Regions from separate parts of the Mus musculus genome. Here region 2 is linked to region 1. The links are chromatin contacts, called in public Hi-C maps. All regions are on one chromosome and are shown on one strand. Each heading gives the region's core, a stretch centred on a gene start, on an enhancer-like site or on the middle of the called end of the contact. The rest is flanking DNA. Distances are from core to core; before and after follow the strand shown.

Evidence for each region. Hi-C and Micro-C count contacts between places; a contact is called where the count stands out from the background.
Region 2: a Hi-C map of liver shows a contact between it and region 1, with 2.9 times the contacts expected there. The contact joins two enhancer-like sites. A contact is called at or near these places in 1 of 484 Hi-C or Micro-C datasets (liver), 3 of 115 datasets of contacts at active chromatin or transcription factors (extraembryonic endoderm stem cells, kidney and pancreatic cancer cells) and 1 of 9 other capture datasets (embryonic stem cells).

What each region holds. Positions count from the first base shown.
Region 1 is chr19:55,594,041-55,599,431 of GRCm38.p6, forward strand. All of the region lies in intron 7 of Vti1a (vesicle transport through interaction with t-SNAREs 1A), which reads left to right. Among named protein-coding and RNA genes, the nearest start is that of Gm41871, 100 kb to the right of the region's middle. Within about 2 kb of position 2,136, at least 31 of the 459 cell types and tissues checked have an H3K27ac peak or open chromatin away from gene starts, as enhancers often do. A contact at or near this core is called in liver, where this site is marked.
Region 2 is chr19:55,776,902-55,782,218 of GRCm38.p6, forward strand. The region is part of intron 4 of Tcf7l2 (transcription factor 7 like 2, T cell specific, HMG box); the gene reads left to right. Among named protein-coding and RNA genes, the nearest start is that of Gm31734, 36 kb to the left of the region's middle. Within about 2 kb of position 3,245, at least 37 of the 459 cell types and tissues checked have an H3K27ac peak or open chromatin away from gene starts, as enhancers often do. A contact at or near this core is called in liver, where this site is marked.

The sequences.
Region 1 (5,391 bases), core at 886-3,385:
AAATCTCTCACAGTGTGTGTGTGTGTGTGTGTGTGTGTGTGTGTGTGTGTGTGTTTTAAAAGTATTCTGTGCAAGACTGATAATTTTTCCCACTCTTTCTTACTTTAATGAATCATATGGAAATTTATGCCAAAATATGAAACTCGAGAAGCTTTTTCAAACTTTCTTGCAGTGTGAGTCACTTTAACGGAAGGTCCGGCCGGGCACGTGTGCCTCTCCACCCGCTCTCCATCCTCCGGCAAAGCAGAGCGTGCTCACTGTTCCTAAGAACGAAATCAGTGCCAGGCCAGCAAGTGAAGAAAAGGGTGAAGGGCCTGCCACCCAGACAGCCTACACTTAGTCGCTAGGACCTATGTGATAGATTGAAAGAACCAACTGCCACAAGCTAGCTTCTTATACCACCCTCCCCTCCCACATATAAAATACATGTAACTAACATTTTTTAAGTAAGGTATAGTTTATTCAGTACTACCATCCAACATTTGATTCAAGCAGGCTACTGTGAGACGTGAGTGTCTTCTTATCAGGTTTTTTCGTTGTGGCTTCGAGGGTTGTTTGCTATTTCATCTAAATGAAGAAATCCTGGTCTACTAAAGTTCACCTTTGTGATGCCAGCATTTTGTGACATAGCAAGATGACCAAGCTTTGGCAGAAGAAGGGAGAAGCCTGCAACAGAAGTTCAGGAAGTTAGTGGCACACTTCCCTAAGAGAAGCCATTAATAATCACCACAAAGGATGAGTGAATGAATGAATGAATGACAACAAGCATCCCAGTTTGCAAAGGAAGCATTTCATTTCATTTCAGTGGTCATGTTTATCATAACCAGACTCGAGACACCACAGTACCAGTACAGACAACCACATTGCGCTTGCAGGGATTTCCCTTGCCAGGGCCAGCTATCTCTGTCCACTAGGCAGTCTCCTGTGGGTCAAAATCCTTTCAGTGGGGTAAACAGGGCATGAGCAGTGGGAAATGATAGCTCTGTTCTGGAAAGTTAAGGAGGTGGCATTTGAGCTTGTAAACCAGTGGCCACCTGAGTTATCTTTTTATGGAGACTAGATTTTTGACACACAGATAAGCTCAGCAGGACTTAGCAGTGACTTTTAAAAAACCAACCAAACAAACAAACAAAAAGGCACCAGGCTCTACAGCGTAGACCTCCTGTCTTTTCATAGCCCAGTAGCTTAATAGAGACTCAGGCACACTCATAGAAGCCAGTGTGGGGAGCCAGACCTGTTTTGAGCCATTTCAGGATAACCAGGAGTTTGAAAATGTCCCTTTGGTCTGTAAGTGTGTGCTCACATGATTCCTCTAAAAGGCCAGTGCATTAAATCTTTGCTTTGACAATTAGATCATCTTCAACCGTTTCCAGCCAGCAAGTGGTTTTCATTACTTTATTGGGGCGGGGTGTCTGTCTCTCTGTCTGTCTGTCTGTCTCTCATGTGTGTGTGTGTGTGTGTGTGTGTGTGTATACACATGTGTACAGTTTCTGTGTGGGTTGTTCTGAACAGACATCCAGATATTATTGCATCCCTTCAGCAGGTGGGATTGGAGAGCAGGGGAGGCCCTCCTCTGCATAGCCTGTGTGCTGTAGGTCTGCTGCTCTGTAGGGCCTGCTCCTCTCCTACAATCTTCTCTTGTTGCTCTTGTTGTCCCGATCTCTAGATTCCCAGAGATTCGCTTCCTGTTACAAGCTACTTGTTAGCATTCAGCTCTGAGTTGTCAATACTAACTGTTTAATTCCACACTTACCCGGACACCTGGAATGTTGATAATCAGGGGTTTGGGCAGCAAGGTGCTTTTGGGAAAGGAGCTTAGCAATTTCACATGTAGCTTCCTTCCTTAGATGGACACGTTATGTCAGAATCCAACTTGTGAGTGTTTGAAAGCAAGATTGAAAAGTCAGCCCATTTTCCTCCTCATGACTTCTGGAGGCAGCATGTATGTTGGGGGTTGGGGGGGGGGGGAGGCTGGAGCCTGGCTGTCTCCGAGTGTTGCGGGACTTCCCAGGTGTCAGGTGACAGCCCCAGGTGGGCTCTCCCACTTACCCCGTGCTGACCTTATCAGGTGTGCATTGTGGCTCCCATTTTATAGATCGGGAAGGTAAATATCAGAAAGGTTGATGATTTACTCAAAGCCACCTAGCTGATAAGTAGAAAGCAAAGTCATCACGGTGGCCCACTGGTCTGTCACTACCCGGTCTCCACTTCCTCTGCCCTCTTCTCCCCACCCTGATCCCCAGCTTTTTGTTTTCCTAAGTTCTTTTCCTTCCTCTCCTTTCCACTGTACCACTGCAGGCAGATGCCCTTAGCACATTCTTCACCCCCCCCCCCCACACACACACACACACTGGCAAGCCCTGTCTGGGCTCTGGGTAAGCTCAGTCCATGGGCAGAGAGCAAATGTAATCTCCCAAAGTATGAAGTCTGATCCTTGCAGTGTCTCTAGACTGAGGAAATGCCATCCACCGGGGAGGGGGAGGGGGTCCGTTTATTTTTTTTTTTTTGAGGTCTGAAAGTTCCATGAGGGCAGGGCCAGTCTGGTTTTGCCTATCACTATGTTCCTGGCTAGAACATTTCCCGTGGAAGACAGGCTGGGAATGCCATCTCAATACACTCAGATGAGACAGCCTGCATGAAGGGCCTGTGGCTTCCTTTTCCTCCATGCCCTTTCTCCTCCTGAGGCTTCCAAGTGGAAACATCTATGCCTGGTGTCACATCACAGTGGGACAGTGGGGTCCCGGTAAAGAGCAACTTAGAGTTGACCACGCTCTCATCAGTAGGTGTCACTGCCATCAGCCAGAATTATGGCAGGGGTGCTAGAGCTGTTGTCCGGTGGGCTAATTGCACTTGGTCTCCCTAAACTCCCTCTGGACCCCCTCACCAGACACAGTTCTCTTCTTATCTGTCCCAGGCTGCTAGCAAGTGTTTGCAAAGAGACTCTCAGCTGCTGCCACGGTTCATTCCAGAAATGGATGCATTCTTGAAGTGCCACTTGTCAGGGCTTTTGCTCGGAACAGGACTGGCCTGGCTAGATGCCCCGCAAGGTTCCTCTAATTCTGTGACTCCCTGCTTGTCACCTTCAAATACAGCTTTCACAAAATGCCTAAAAGACCTATAAACTAAGATGCCATCAAGGGTCCGAAGTGTGGAACATAATGGAAATGAGAGGGAGAGGGAGTGGGAGGGAAGGAGGGAGGGAGGGACGGAAGGAGACAACTAGAGAGAGGATGAGAGAGAGAGAGAGAGAGAGAGAGAGAGAGAGAGAGAGAGAGAGAGAGAGAGAGAACTGGATGTCCCCAAGAGGAACAGGCAGCCATGGCTGCATTTTCTTTCAAGAAGGTTCCAAACCATAATTAAGTGAAGACAAAAACCTGTATAGGTTGAATGAAAGCTTGTAGGCTCTGAGATAATTCTGATGTAATTAGCACAGCCGAGCTGCTTTAAGGCCAACGTGCAATGAGTGGAATTTTCTGCCATTGATTATGCTGGACTCCAAGAGAAGTGGGTCTTTGTCTGAAAACTGCCAAATGAAAACAACTTTGGGGTATTTAAACTCAGGTTGGAAATTGGCTTGTGTAGAGGACAGTTAAACCACAGCTGTTCAAGAGCTAAAAACATATGAGTCTGTGTGTGCTTGTAAACACACACACACACCACACACACACACACACACACACACACACACACACACACACACGCGCGCACCCACCCCGTATATCTCCTATGAGAACAACATAGCCAAAGGTGTGCATTCCTTCTAGGTTCTCATGATCAGCAGATGTAAGTGTCCGCAGTGCTCATATGAGTTATGGACCCTAATGAGATTTCAGTACTGAGCAAACAATAAAAATTGATGCTTTGCATAGTTGCCACGGCCTTTGGCTTCATGGCTAGTGTTCCACCTTTTCAACAGCTCTGGTAATATAATATCCAGCTGGCTCTGGAAGTAAGGGAAATTCAGGGGACGAATTGGAATTGTGAGAAATGATTTGATGGATTACTTTGTCAGAGTAATGCGTGGCCTTGGCATAATTACCGAGGCCGCCTCAACCCTGGAGGCAGTGCTGACAAAGGCCTGCGGGGCCTCGGTGCCCGGTGTTTCCAGCACGTGCCCCCTTGCTCCCCTGGTCCCCAGGGCGCCCTGAATGTGGGTGCTTTGGAACAAATGCCAAACAAGCACATTTGTGTAGGAGTCCAGGGAGCCAGCAGGACTGCCGAAGGGCTGCCCTTCCCCCGAGAGCTGTCATCTGTGTCATAGCAAAAGGACCCAACAAAAGACAGACCAACCTTGAAATAAAATGGGGCGAAGCTCGGAAAAGGATCAGTGGTATCTTTTAAAGCGATGCGTTGAGACACAATGGCAGACGCAGACACACACGAGGAGACACAATGGCAGACGTAGGCACACAAGGCAAAGCATGTTTTCCTCCTCGTCTTTATCAGCTCAGACCTTGAACTTAAGGCTTGCTTGCCTGCCTCGTGCTTTAATAATACTCTAGTCTTAACGTGATTAATAGCTGATCCCCCACACATACGTGTCAGAGACCACATCCATAACAAATCTGCCATTAGGTTTCTTTCCCTAGTTTTACTCTGAAGCCATAAAATCTTTCCTGTTTGCAAATAAGAATAAACCCCCTTATACAGACAAACCTGAGCCCTCCAGGGGGAAAGGAAGGCGCTACCTGGTTGTGAACAGCTCGGATTTCAGCTGTCTGCTGTGAGGTACCACTCCCAGCAAGTCCTATTTCTCGATTCTGCTGCCATCACATAGATGTATTTAGTGTTGACAAACTCATCTGGAGTAAATGGAGTAGTCTTAATTGTAAGTTGTGATGTTCTATTAGTGCCGTTACGTTGTGTCCCACCACATGGCAGCGAAGCATATGCTCTCCAAAAAAAACACCTTTTCGAACTTTTTAAAGGGAGTCGGTAGTGTGCTTAAACTGCTCACAAAAGGCTTCATTCTTGTCTGCAAATGGCAGGCCACCCCTTCATCCCCAGAGTGCCCAGCTCAAGTGAGGCAGGAGAAAAATGGTCGCTGTTGTCAGGCATTTCCTCAGCTCCTGCCCTCATCAACACAAAGGCTTGGAGAGTGTATGGGGAAAGCTGCCTAGGAGGGCTTATCTTGGTTTTCATTTAACACACCCTCCCACTGACTTGTTTTTTAAAGGTTCGTGGTAAGTATTTCTGGGTAGCTGAAAACCTAGATCCCACCCTGGAGAAATCTCGGGACTGCTCATGTTACACCCCAAAGCCATGTGTTTACACGTCATGGCAAAGCCCAACATGTAGGCAGCTCCCTTGGCCCCCGTTGGCTTTGGCCTTCAGTCTTTTCATTGTTCTCCACTGTAAACTTATACAGAAAAAGCCCTCTATGCCTCCGAA
Region 2 (5,317 bases), core at 1,995-4,494, 180 kb after region 1:
CAGTAATGTTATGTATCAGCTCTATAATTACTTTTTTTTTTTTTTGTCAACTTGACACAAATTAAAAAGTTACTTGAGAAGAGGAAATTTTAATTAGGAAATTCCACCCGTAATTTTGGTCTATAGGCAAGTCGTTGGGATATCGTCTTAGTTAATGATTGCTGAGGGAGGGCGTGGCTCACGGTGGGTGGTGCCATCCCTGGGCTGATGGTCCTGGTTATAAGAAAGTACACTGAGCAAGCCATGGAGAGCCAGCGAGCAAGCAACACTCCTTCATGGCTTCTGCGTCAGTTCTTGATTTACTAGAGTTTCTGTCCTGATATCCCTTCACGATGAACCATCAGTTGCGAGAAGAAGTAAAACCCTTCCCTGCCCAGGTTGCTCTGGGTCCTGGCATTTTATTAGAGCAGTAGAAACCTACCTAAGACATACACACGATGAAGATGAGTCTCGAAGCTGAGACACCGCTGAGGTATACATACCTAACAAGTGGCTGAGGTGTAATCTCAGTGTGTCTGAGGCTAGGGTCCTGCTGTGCTGTGCTGTGAAGAGTGTTAGGATTGCCTCTTTATATTCTGGATTCTGAAGATTAGTCCTTTTCTAGGCAATCTCAAGGTGGGCTCCTCTGTCTCCCAGAAGCTAAAACATGGGCCTCCCCTAGCCCCTGATAAAACAAGGCCTACTGTGCGTCTTGTCATTTCTGGATTTCCCCTCTGGCTGGAGGGATTGCGGCCTCCCTTGCGCTTTGAGCAGACTGTATGAGCTCAGTACTGGTGAACTGAGACTCCCTCAGCCTCAGGCCCAGCTCTTCCGAGAAACCCTCCTCTCCATCTCTGCCTGTGGGGTTGCCCAGCAGAAAAAGAAACAACCAAACCACTTTAGAAAGTCACATGCTGGGTTTCCACTCTGCCTTAGACACGGTCTGAATTCATTTTCTCCTTTACTCTTACTTGGGTGGAGAGGAGGAAAAAAGATGGTGCTAATAATTGTGGCATGTCCTGTAATGGGAAGTTTTTCATTGACATGCTCGTGAGAGTTTGTGCCTTCCTCTTCGGGCTCGAATGCAGCACCAGGCTTGCCTTGAGTGTCTGCAGAGCCTTTGATGCAGGTACACCATATTATAAACAGGCGCGTTGCTATGGTGAGGACGGCAGTCCTTGCCTGCTGTGGGTAACCTTTCCCACCTTCTCGGACACTGCTTTAAAACACAGCAGCGTGATAGCATTTCATTTTCTTTGGGCTGAGGTGTGGTAGCTGAATTGACGAGGACACGGAGATCCAAGTTCTTTTGTGATGATGTCTTACGGAGGGGGCGACTTGACTTTCTTAGCGTGATGTGGTACTTTGCAGATTGGACTTCCTTATGATTTATTGAGGAATGTATTTTCTAATGGATGGGATGTGTAGTGGGGGTGGTAGGCAGACGGCCGGGCTTTCTTCTCGTTCTTTCTCCTCCTTCTTTCCCTGAGCATTTCTGTGAACTTGTTGGCTTTGAAGCCCGGCATCTCTTACAGAGAAATGAAAGTTTAGGTTGGCACACGCAGAAGTGATTATTCTTGGTAGGTCATTTGCATTGTCGCTAACTGTGTCAGGACAATGGCTTGCCTCTCAGGACTCCTGCCTCAGGCTCACAAGGGTGCTTTCTCCAAGGCACTGGGTGTGTATCGATAGGGATGGGGACATTAATTATGTAATACAAATTCCCAGACTAGCTCAGATGATGAGCTTTCTCTCATTTTCTCTCCTACCTTTCCCCCACACTGCACTGCTGACCCCACAATCCCAGATGCTCTGTTTTGTTAGTCATTGAGTTAGTTCATCTGATTGTTTAAATGGGTGTGATGTTTTCTCCCTTATTTTAGTGGGTAGTTTTAGGAACCAAAAGGAGCCAATTTGATGGATGTTGGTGATGGGCATCGCGGAGATAGGCCTGAACAGTCTTTTATTGTGGTGCTTAAGATAGAACCCTCACTGTGTGTGTGGTCAGCCACTGACCCTGGAACCATTTAGTTTGCACTGGGCAAACGTTTCCTAAGCCTGACCCTCTCCTGAAAGGTCTCCCTGTTGAGATGAGTTCTGTGGCTTTCTTCTGGAATGCTTAAGAACCTTTAGCCATGCCGTGAGTCCAAGAGTCCAGACCACCTCACTTCCTTTAGCACGTCCAGAACTTAATTTCTTCCACCCAGAAGTGGAAGGTTTGAGAGATTTTGCTGGTATATATGCTCTACTACAGTGTCTGTTGTGACAAGATTATCATAGGCTCCTGAGAGGTTCAGCAGGTGGGCAAGCCCTCCCACAGGGTGAGAAGTGTCATAGAGTCTTTTCCTGCTACCTAATGGGACAGGCTCAGAGGTTGTGACAGGGCTATGGGTCTCTTCCAGGATGGCACAGCAAGGGTAGCATTATCTCTGGGGGGCAAAGGTGGTATAGTCTGCTTCATCTCTGGTGGATATTCAGCATGTTCAGCCACAGCCCACCTTCCCTTCCTGTGCTTTTCTAGGGAAATCATGTTAGAAGAAGAGTGGGGCTCTGCCCCTGGGTCCCCTATAGTGTGGCTATGGGTCTATCCTCTGAGTCTCAGGAAATCCTAGGGAACTGCAGCATACAGGTGACAACCCCAAGGAGGGAGGATGTTACAGTGCTTTGTGCTGGAGCTGACCTGCATGGAGATAGGCTGCTTGGAATGAACTTAGAAGCATTTCTGGAGGGTACCCTCACAGGCTCAAAGCATGTTTGAACAAGAGCTCCACTCTCTCCTGGCTCTGTTGCCCAGACAGGATGCAGGCTTCAGGCAGCCTGTTGTTCAGGCCTGGGATTCAGAGGCTGTGAGGACTGGGGAGGGGGCAGAGGTGTGACTGGTCTAGGTCCTGATGTCACAGTATCCATGTCAAGCTTTGCCCCGTCCGTTCCCTCAGGTACTGGGACTGGGCAACCTGGAAAGCAGAGAAACCTGTGTCAGTAGCATAGATGCCATTCCACACACCACCCTCGCCTCTGCTTCCCAGCTCTGGGAGGGAAATATGCCCTCTGGGAGACACCCAAGCCCCACAAAGGGAGCTTTGTTGGAGCTGGAGGTGAGAATCTGTGGGCGTTGGGATTCCTGGGTTCGAGTTCCAGCTGCCTGCCAATTGCCTGAATGCTGGGCTAACATTTCTGGAACAAGAAGCAGTGCGGCCTGCCCAGCAAGGCCCGCTGGGCGCTAAGGTTGCATTTCCTCTGCCAAAGCGTGGATCTCCTGGGAGGAGACAGTGCTAGACTCAGGGAGGAGGTGCTGGGCATCTGGCCCCTGGAGCATCCCAAAGACCAGAGTTCAGAATCGAGCACTCTGAGATACCAGAGCGTTATGGCATGCCGTTGAATGTTTTCTGTTTGCTTTCCTTTTGGGTCGTGTTCCTCTTACCTTGTTCTTAACTGAGATTTATCCTGCGCTCTGGGCCCACCTTGTATGGCGAAGCAAATCTCTTGATCAGCAATGTGACATTCTGGCCATGCGCTACGTCCTGAAGTGGGGCCTCTGTGCCTTCCTCAGGCACACCTGGACTCACTGGTACCTGGAATTTTTTCCTGCCAAGCATTTTGACTCTGATCAGAGAATGGATAGGAGGAACCCACAGCTATGTGTTCCTTCTTTTCTTTTGTGACCGTAACAGCTCTATGAAGTTACAGAGAGACCAGAGGGCCCACCTATTTGCAGTAGATTCTGGTCTATTCAAAATTGTGCAGCCATCTAACTACAAACCATATTCTCCATCCCACCGCGTGCGATAGTCCCTGGCACAGACTGTGGATTTACCTGTTGCCTTAAAAATTATCTATTTGTCATGGTGTGTCCCTGCATGATGTGTACACGTGCAGGTGAACACGCCATGATGCGCCCGTAGAACTCAGAAGATGGTGTAGCACAGCTAGTTTCCCCCTCAGTCTTAGCGTAGGTACTGTGTGTGTATGGATTTAGCTTGGGTTGCCAGGTTTGCATTGTCTGTCAGCAGGTACCTTTACCCACAAAGCCATCTTGCCAGCCTGTTGTTGACATTCTTATGAGCATTCGGACCCACTGGATATGCGGTCTTTTGTGCTTTGATTCTTTTTCTTAGTGTTTTGAAGGTTGATACATGGAGCAGCATTGTCTGTATTTTGTGTCTTCTAAGGGCCAAACGATCCATTCTGTACCAGACTTCTTTTGTTCATTCACACGCTTACTTGCTCACTCACCTGTGGAATGCCGCTGCTGCTGTGACCATTTATGCAAAGTTTCCCATGCAAATGTGTTTTCCCGTCCCCTGTGTGCCTTCTCAGGAGCGCAGTGGCTGTGCCATGTGATAATCATGTTTAACTTTTTTGAGCAACTGCCAAACTTTTAGACTGGCTCTGTGATGCCCCGATTGTGTTAGGCAAGACAGTAAAAAGTGTCAGAAATGGCGAGAAGATAAGACTGCTCATTAGGAAATCGCCTCTGTCGCTTTCGCTGAACACCCCCTCCTGCTGCCAACACACACACACACACACACACACACACACACACACACACCCCACACACACTCAATCTCCCCAGTAATTTATAATTCTGGATGTAAAATAATCGCCTAGGTGCTGTTAGCAAAGAAAAGCCCTGTTCCCTCCCTATCCCACCCTGCCTCTCAAGGTGAGAAGAAAAGATGCAGGCAATAGACAGGTGGGGCTGGTTGTGTCCACCAGAAAGATTTGCAGGCATGGCAGACAGTCCTATAAGAAAGACTATCTGAGAATAGATGAGGATTCAGGACTTGTGCAGGGATAGAGGGAGGAGATTGAGAAAACTGGGCTCCTGTCTGGGGTGGAGAGGAATCTAGTACAGTCCAAGTTTGGCTTTCCTCTTTCCCCAGCGGAAAAGCACAGCTGCCCACTAAGTCAGGCGCTAAGAGGTTCTTAGTCACTGGATACTGGCTAGTGTTTGGTGGTTTGTTGCTGTCTTCTGCTTCCACGATGCGGTTGGGAGGCTGTCCTTCCTAGTTTATGCAACTCCTCAGATACCCAGGCCACAGGGAGCAAGAGGAACTGGGAGCAGAGAGACCCCCACCGTGCGTGCTGGCGCCTGGGAGGAGCCCATGGGATTCACTCTGTGCCAGGAAGCTCAGAGAGATTTCTTTCATCTGGCTGTTCTGTGATGCGACATGTCTCCTAAGCCCACCACTGCCTGTGTGTTGGTTCACGCAGGCTTAGAGGTCTGTGGAGACATCCAATCCCCGGGTCTCTCCTTTGCTTGAGTCTATTCCTTGGTTTCCTAGAGTGTTGATTGAGCCTTCACATCTTTCTTTATGTCTCCCTCCCCTCCCCTTGA